Linked DNA regions of Mus musculus: region 1 is linked to region 2. Evidence: chromatin contacts called from public Hi-C data. All regions are on one chromosome and are shown on one strand. The core of a region is the stretch at or near the end of the contact, and the rest is flanking DNA. Distances in the headings are between cores, read along the strand shown.

Region 1 (4,069 bases), core at 1,294-3,793, 300 kb before region 2:
AGAGAAAGGTTGCAGAGAGACAATAAGCTAGACACAGGTGAAGACAGAATGAGCCAGAGAATAAGAAGAAAAAGAGAACATTAGAACAGAGTTAGTTTGAGGGAAAGCAGAGCAAGTTAGTGAGAAGCTGAGGGAAATCAGATTGAATCAGTCGGCATGGAGAAAAGTGTGGGGCAAAACAGCTGAGTCGACCCAGCCATCCAGAGTTCAGAAAGAGCTAGAAAGGGTAAGCTAATTTAGCAGTGAGTCTCAAAGGCTAAAACATTCTAGGTCTAGGTTAGCAGACTGGAAGGAGGCTGGAAGATGAAGCCTTCAAGGTCAGGGCTTGCAGAAGATTAGATTGTATGGAGGCTAGAAGCTTCCAGGCCATGACTAGGGATAGTTGGATAGAAACTCTCTGGGCTCAGTCCAAGGCATGTAGTTGTAAAGCTAGGGTATAGCTCTTATCGCATCCCATTGTCTCAGAAGAATAAAAGCTACTTTAATAAAAACAGAAATATATTGGGGAAATTATTTATTCTGAGAAGTAAAATATCTAAAGATTACAAATGAGTACCAATGAGTAAAGTTTAAGAAGATGAATAAATAAACACAAGACCAATATTCATAGATAGAAGTCATATTAATGAATGCACATACTGCTCAAACTTATCTAAAGTATTCAGTGGAATACTTATCAAAATTCATATGTTTTTCTCATAGACATAGAAAACTCTACCCCAACCAAAAGTAACCACAAACAATTGAGAATAGTGAAAAACTTGAATATTTTGTGTTTGCATGCTGCCTTGTTTTAATCTAAACCTCAAATCTAAAACTTGGTTCTGATGCCTCTTTTCAGAATCTGTCCTGAGTGCCCTCCACGTTGCCCTGTGATACAATGTCTGACACCACTTGACTCATCTCCTGAGGAAAGTTGTGACTTTTCTGTTTTGCCTTTAAAAGAATTAATTTCCATACAAATGAGACACACGAGTGTATGCGTAAACAATGAACGCTGTCAAAGCAAACTGATATTGGAATTAATACAATCCAACTACATTAGGCAACAACTTAGCCAGAACTTTCCGAAAGAAGTAGGAGTCCATTAGAGAGCTGGCTTCTCTCACGTATCTCTTTTACAGCTAGGCCCCTTGTGGGTAGCCATATCTGGGTATTCCACAGCCTCATAATTTCCTTATAGATGCATGATGCATCTGTCATAAGATGAAAACAATAAACGGAGAAATAAATGGCTAACAATATTACTGCATGGCCGCAGTAAAGTCACCCCATCCTTCCCTGGCACCTGGAGATTAAAGTTCCTTAACTAGAATAGAAAACAAAATGCCACTCTTTAAAACTTTGGGAAGTACCTATACCTTCACAAAGCCAACATTTCTAAAGAAATCCCTTGGGCATAATGAGCCTTTTGTAAAAAAGAAAATTGATCCAAATTCTTATAGTAGACTTTCCCCATTGGGAATGGATGATCCCCTGTGAGCAGCTTGCCTACCTAAGAAGCAAAGAGCACTGGAGTTTGCTAACAAGACTGCTCCAGCAGCATATATTTCTCTCTTGCATTCTTATGATGAGACTGTTTTTAAATGATGGAAACATTCCAAGTGTAAACAAAGAAAAATTCAGCTGAAAACTGCCAATGCTAACTTTGGGGCTTTGCAAAAAAATATCAGCTAGTGAACAGCTGCCAGATAAGATGTGTGTGCTTGTAAAGATGCTTTTTTATTCCTTACAAAATTTGAAGGAAATTGTAATGATGAATCATAAGCCCTGCCATAAATAAATCATGACTGCCAATTGCCAGATACAAAAATATTCTCATTAAAGCCCATTGTCTTTGAAGGCAAAATTGCCTCATTTATTATTTCAGTAGACTCACACCAATTTAGAACAATTAAAGTCTGCATTATCAAGCAGGCTTGATATGCACCGAACATGCATTAAAAGAGAAACAGGTGCCTTTGCTATCTAACAGGATCCATCACTAACTACTAGACGAAACATGCCACTTTGTCATGGAAGCAATTCTGTGTGTCTCACTGAATGAATGCCAATTTCCAATCAGCCACAGACAATGTGGAATCAGTCTATGCCAGCTCATTCTTGTAATCAATTCTTCTGTATTCCTCCTCTATCTACTACATGCAGGTAATTGGTCAGGCTTGGTGGGAATCGGAAAGTTGAGAAAATTACTCTCATTTAAATTCATGCATATTCTCCAAGAGAGCAGAAATGGCATGTGTTCAAAGAGTAGTAATTGAGCGTTGAAATTGAATGGCACGTGTAGTACTGGGGACCTGAAAGGAAGTGAAAGGAAGTTTTGATTGGAGGGGCCAAGAAAATCAATAATAACCTGGCATAGTGTGACCTGGGAACTGAGAACTGTAAATTGCTACATGTAGCTATTAAAGAACGGTCCATATGGGATGAAGTGGAAGAAACAGGACAAAGGGACCAGAACTATAGAACAGATGGAGCTTTGAAGAGCGCCATACTGGAGAAGATCTAAAAATCAGACCGACTGTAGCTCAAAGCAAATGTTGGAAAAGCATCAAAGCACAATAAGCATTATGGATGTGGATTGTAAATATGACCAGTATGGACAGGATATAAGAAGACATATGCATGTTATGGTTACTTGAGTAGCCTTCAAATGAGTAGGCATATTTCGTAACTTCTAACTCAGTGTGTACAGTGGCCTGCAAAACAAATGTGTCCAATCAAGCTGAAAACATGAAGGGAAGGACAGAATTTTGAAAATAAAATGATTTTACCAACTGTTAAATAAAGCGATGCCAGGGGCTATTGATAGAATCTTAGATAGCATATAAGACTCTCATGGTCAAAGTGGGAAAACATTTATCAGTGCTGAAGACGTGATGTTAAGCTCTAGTGGTTATCAACCTATGGTTTTAGGTGGGTCAAATGGCTATGAGAATGAGTTGAGATAATTTCATGGTCATTACAAGTCTCAATTTGTCCATCTGGATATTAGATTAAAAAATAATGGGTTCATTTAAAAATACATAAATACAACTTGCTCGGTCTGTATAATGTTACTTAGGTGTTAGATTTTCAACATTTATGACTTGGCGTTCAATAAAACATTGCTGTGGTCTTCCCTGGGGAAAACTATTTTTGCTGCTCTTGGCATTCCTCACTTGCCTGCAGTTCTTTGTCTAGGGCTGAGCGCCAATGAGATTTACTCCCTCCATCTTAGCATGTCTGTTGGTGTACACATCCGCATTCAAAGCATTCTACATTTCATATTACAGGTATTTTTTTTTCATTTAGGAATCTTAAAGTAGATACTTAAGTTGTTTATAAATGGGTGATGGGTCTTTTCTATTTTGGTTCGTTTACTACACATCTCTCAAAAGGCATGCTATTATTGGAAGCTTGGCTATATTAATTTCATCATTGATCAAAATGAATTAAAAGTATCTTCTAGTGATTATTTAGGCTTGTTTAATTTAACATATATACTAAAGTCTCAGTTTGGAAAGCTACACCTTTAAGATGTAAGTAGTAAATCATCTATTACTCACTTATTCGAAATCTAGGTTGAAGTCTGAGCAACTCTTAAAAAGAGTGTGTCCTGTACTGGAGAAGACTCCTCACTCCTCACTGGGCTTTAGCACCTTCATAGGGTCTTTTGTTCCTCTCACTGTTCAGATGGTGATCAACTCCCCTCTGCCCCAGAGATTGCATATCGTAGTCCTAATATTCCCACACCCATAATAAATAAAAGGCTCTCCTTTGCATAAACATTTAGATCTTCTTTGATGTAAGATGACAAAAAAACACATTCTTGTTATAAATAGATGACATCAAGATTTACTGCAATGATTTCTTTCATTAATTAATTAATTAATTAATTAATTTACTTTACATAAAGTGAATTACTGATCACTGATCCCCCTCCTCTCAGTCTCCCACAGACACCATTACTTCCTCCATCCCTCTCAACTTCTCCTCTGAGAGGGGCAAGGCCCCTCAGAGTATCACCTCACCCTCACTCACTGAGGTCAGACAAGGCAGCTTAGTTAGGGGAATGGAATCCACAGGC
Region 2 (3,592 bases), core at 857-3,356:
CTCGAAGAGCGGCCCGCACACGTCGGCGGGGCAGTGCAGCTTGCCCGTGCGGTAGTAATTGAGCACATAGGCGAATACTCCTGGGTGGCGATCGAAGAAGAATTCGCGGCCTCCCCCAGGGTGGTCGCTGCCGCCGTTGCCGCCGTTGCCACCGTGCGAACTGCAGTTGCCTGCGCCGCCCTCGAAGCAGCCGCTGGGGACAGGGGACAAGGGAGGCGGTCGTGGCGGCGGAGACAGCGGAGGGGGCAGCGGTTGCAGCTTGTCCCCGGCCGCAGTCAGGCAGTCGCCCTGAGGTTCAGAGGAGGCAAGAAGGGCCAGGCGAGTTCCAGGCAGGGTCTTGAGGGTGCTGCGGTAGGTTTCGTGCCTGGTACCCCCGACATTGAGGATCACCCTCTCGTTGCTCTCGATCTTGCCCATCTCTGTGGCTCAGACATGACTAGGGGAGGCGAACACAGCACCAAGTTAAAGCTCTCGTGGGTCAGAGACTCATCAGGACCCCACCCTACCCCCTACCTCAACCCAAGAGTGCCAAACTGCAGAGCTGGCAAGTGGAAAGGACCCTCCCAGGAGGAGCTTGGTGCCCAAGTCCTGTCCCCGCCTCTCGCATCCCTGGCCCAGGTTCCCAGAGAACGAAGAACAGTTGAGTCTTCCTTGACCTTCCAGGAAACCTTTTTCTCTTGCGGCACACAGTCCACCCTTGGCTCTGACCTCTCTTTCCTTCTTGCCCTCCACCATGCCTCCCCTCTATCCCTGTCACATCCAACCTGCTTTAAGTCCCCAAGCCCCTCTTTCCTTTCCCTAAATCCCCACCGTTCAGTCCCCAGCCTTTTTTTCTACCCGCCTTTGCTCCAAGCGCTCCTCCCTAACTAGACCCCTTACCCACTATCCCATCCCTCTCTCTCTCTCGCTCAGCCCCTCCCCTGTTCTTAATGCAATTCCCCCATGAGGGAGTTACATTTGCTGAGGCAACTTAGCAGTGTTGAGTGGGAGGAGGCCAGGAGTGCCCCAGCTGCCTGCATACCCTGGTCCAACCTTAAGACAGCTCTCCCCACCGCCACCACCACCCCCAGCACTAGGGGAGTGCCCTTTGCCCGCTCTGTTCTCAGTTCACTTCTCTCCCTCACCTACCAGGCAGAAGACTGAACCCAGAAGTCAGAACAACAATAACAACAACAAACGTCCTCGCTACCGCCTTTCACCAAGGAGACCTCTGACTAATTTCCTCATCCAATTTCCTTTTCACATTACTGTTGCCGTTTGTTGCTAAATGTTATTATTACTTGGGAAAGGAAACGGCTAACTAGGATCCATCTTTGAGGACAAAAGTGAGCAGTCTCTGCCACCCCTCCCCCTTCCCAAGAAAAACAAACATCTTGGGGTGGAGAGTGGGGGGTTGCTTTCGAGGAGGGGCGAGGCCCAGGAGAAGCTGAGGGAGGCACACCCCCTGGGTCGCTGAGCTAGACCGCCTGTTTCCAGCTTCTCCCCAGGGGCTCCACAGCCAAGCTCTTAAAGCTAGGCAGGGGGATGCCCGCCTGCGCTGCCCTTCCTTTTCTCCCCTCCTAGTCCCCGGATACCTTAAGGAGACCGGGAGTAAAGTGGATCTGCTTGGGTCTCCCTGTGGACGAGGTTCTTCCTGCAGTCGGACAGAGTCTCTGCGACCAGCTGAGCCGCCCTCCTCAAAGGAGAAACTACTTGTTGGCGTTTTTTCGGGGTTCAGGTGGTTGATCCGCTTCTCTGGGTGCTGAGGTCGGGGAGACAGTCCCCGCCTGCCGCCCGCCGCGCTCCCTGCCTTCACGCTGCTGCGATCTGCTGGCTCTCCCATAGCCACCCTCCGCACCCAGAGTCACCATCGCGCGGGGCTGGGCGAACCATGGAGCTCGGGGCGGGTCCAGCTGGCACAGCCCGACCCCGCCGCAGACCTTCGGGTCGGCTGGCTGTGTCTGGAGCGGAGGCTGACCGAAGGACAGGGGGGCTCACCCAGTGGAAAGTGAAGGCTCTCAGCTTAGATTTGGATCCACAGATTTGGTGCTCCCCCCACCCCCGCCCGAAAGCGTCCTCTGCTAGAGCTGTTCTTCACCACCGCTTGCCTGAGCACACAGCTACAGTGGGTGGGTGGGTCTGGGGAATCTAGGATAAGCAGCACCGTCCTCCGCCCTCTCTGGAGCCCTACCTGCACTCTTTAAGCACAGATCTCCAGACCCTGTCTCCTCACTGCCCCACCCCTCCCAACAAGAGAGAGAGAGAGAGAGAGAGAGAGAATCTAAAGCCAATTGTATCTTTTCCTTAATGACAGCTGACAGGAGAAGTCTGCTTACAGGTGACAGGGATCTTGTTTCTTGTGTCTTCTACAGGGCTCTACTTTCTCTCTTCACTCAAATGTAGGTCTCCAGCCACCACCTCACGGTTATGTAAAACAAAACAAGTTTCTAAAAGTTTATCCCAGGAACATAATGCTCCAAAAAGTAAAACTTCAGCTTCCTTTGTCTGAAATAACCAAGCAACAAAGCAGTGCTCTCATCAGCCAAGTCCCAGTTAACTCTACTGTCTATCTGGGCCTTGTTTGTGCTGCTAGCGCTGATAAAATTAAGTATTTACAACCGCAGGGCTTTCCCCCCAGAAGAAATAGAGTATCTTACAATTTCAGGGTTCAGGGTTGGTCCTTCTGTAGGCCCTGAGGATAGAATGTGATCCAGTCAGCTACATGAGCTTGAAGGTAGCTAGTTTCTCCCAGCATCTCCTCACACCACTCTCTTCCTGTGTACATGTTATGTGTGTCTCCAGATTCTCCCTTCTCCGTGACATCACCCACATGATACAACAACCCTTGATAACGGCCTCATTTTAACCTGATCACCTCTAGACCATGTCTCCAACTAAAATCACCCTTTAATTAGTGGACATTGGGACCCCAGTAGATTGTCTTAGGGAGAACATGATATAACTCATACTAGATCTCATCACCAAAAAAAGCATGTTCTCTCTCTCTCTCTCTCTCTCTCTCTCTCTCTCTCTCTCTCTCTCTCTCTCTCTCTCTCTCTCTCTCTCTCTCTCCCCCCCTCTCTCTCTCTCTCTGTGTGGGTGTGTGTTTACATTTCAAGGAGAGACAGAGAGAGGGGACAGGTGGAATGGAGGAGGAGGAGCCAGAGCCAAAGAAGTGTACCGTTCCACAACTCCATGAGCAATGAGCAATGTTAGGATCAACATCCAACCAGTAAGGAAAGCATCAGGATGTAAATAGAGGGAGGGATCTTTGAAAAAACAAATTTTGCTGTCAATACTGTTATTTAGCCACAAAGTCGGCTGCAGCTGTCAAATTGACATGACTGGAAAAAGAAACTTAATTGATGAATCACCTCCATCATATTGACCTGTGGGGATAACTATGGGGCATTGTTTTTTACTTAATAGTTGATGTAAGAATACCAGACTAGGGAAAAAAATTACCAAATGAATTCGAATTCTATTGTCCCAGCTATTCCTTTATTTAATGTCATAAGTTCAATATAGAAAAGAATATGATATAAGCTTTAAAGTAAATTCACAATAGTAATAATGGTAACCTGAGCATTGGTAGTAACAGATAACATTTACT

The links. A called contact is a pair of places that touch in the nucleus more often than the background predicts.
Region 1: a Hi-C map of cortical neurons shows a contact between it and region 2, with 3 times the contacts expected there. The contact joins the enhancer-like site here to the promoter of Kcnc2 in region 2. A contact is called at or near these places in 1 of 39 promoter capture datasets (hippocampal neurons), 2 of 484 Hi-C or Micro-C datasets (both in cortical neurons) and 2 of 115 datasets of contacts at active chromatin or transcription factors (embryonic forebrain and forebrain).

The regions. Positions count from the first base shown.
Region 1 is chr10:112,570,400-112,574,468 of GRCm38.p6, reverse strand. No RefSeq gene overlaps it. Among named protein-coding and RNA genes, the nearest start is that of Gm40764, 88 kb to the left of the region's middle. Within about 2 kb of position 2,543, at least 14 of the 459 cell types and tissues checked have an H3K27ac peak or open chromatin away from gene starts, as enhancers often do. A contact at or near this core is called in cortical neurons, where this site is marked.
Region 2 is chr10:112,268,531-112,272,122 of GRCm38.p6, reverse strand. It overlaps Kcnc2 (potassium voltage gated channel, Shaw-related subfamily, member 2), which reads right to left and starts at 2,106. Exons shown (of 5, transcript NM_001379643.1): 1 at 1,575-2,106; 2 at 1-436. The coding sequence starts at 417.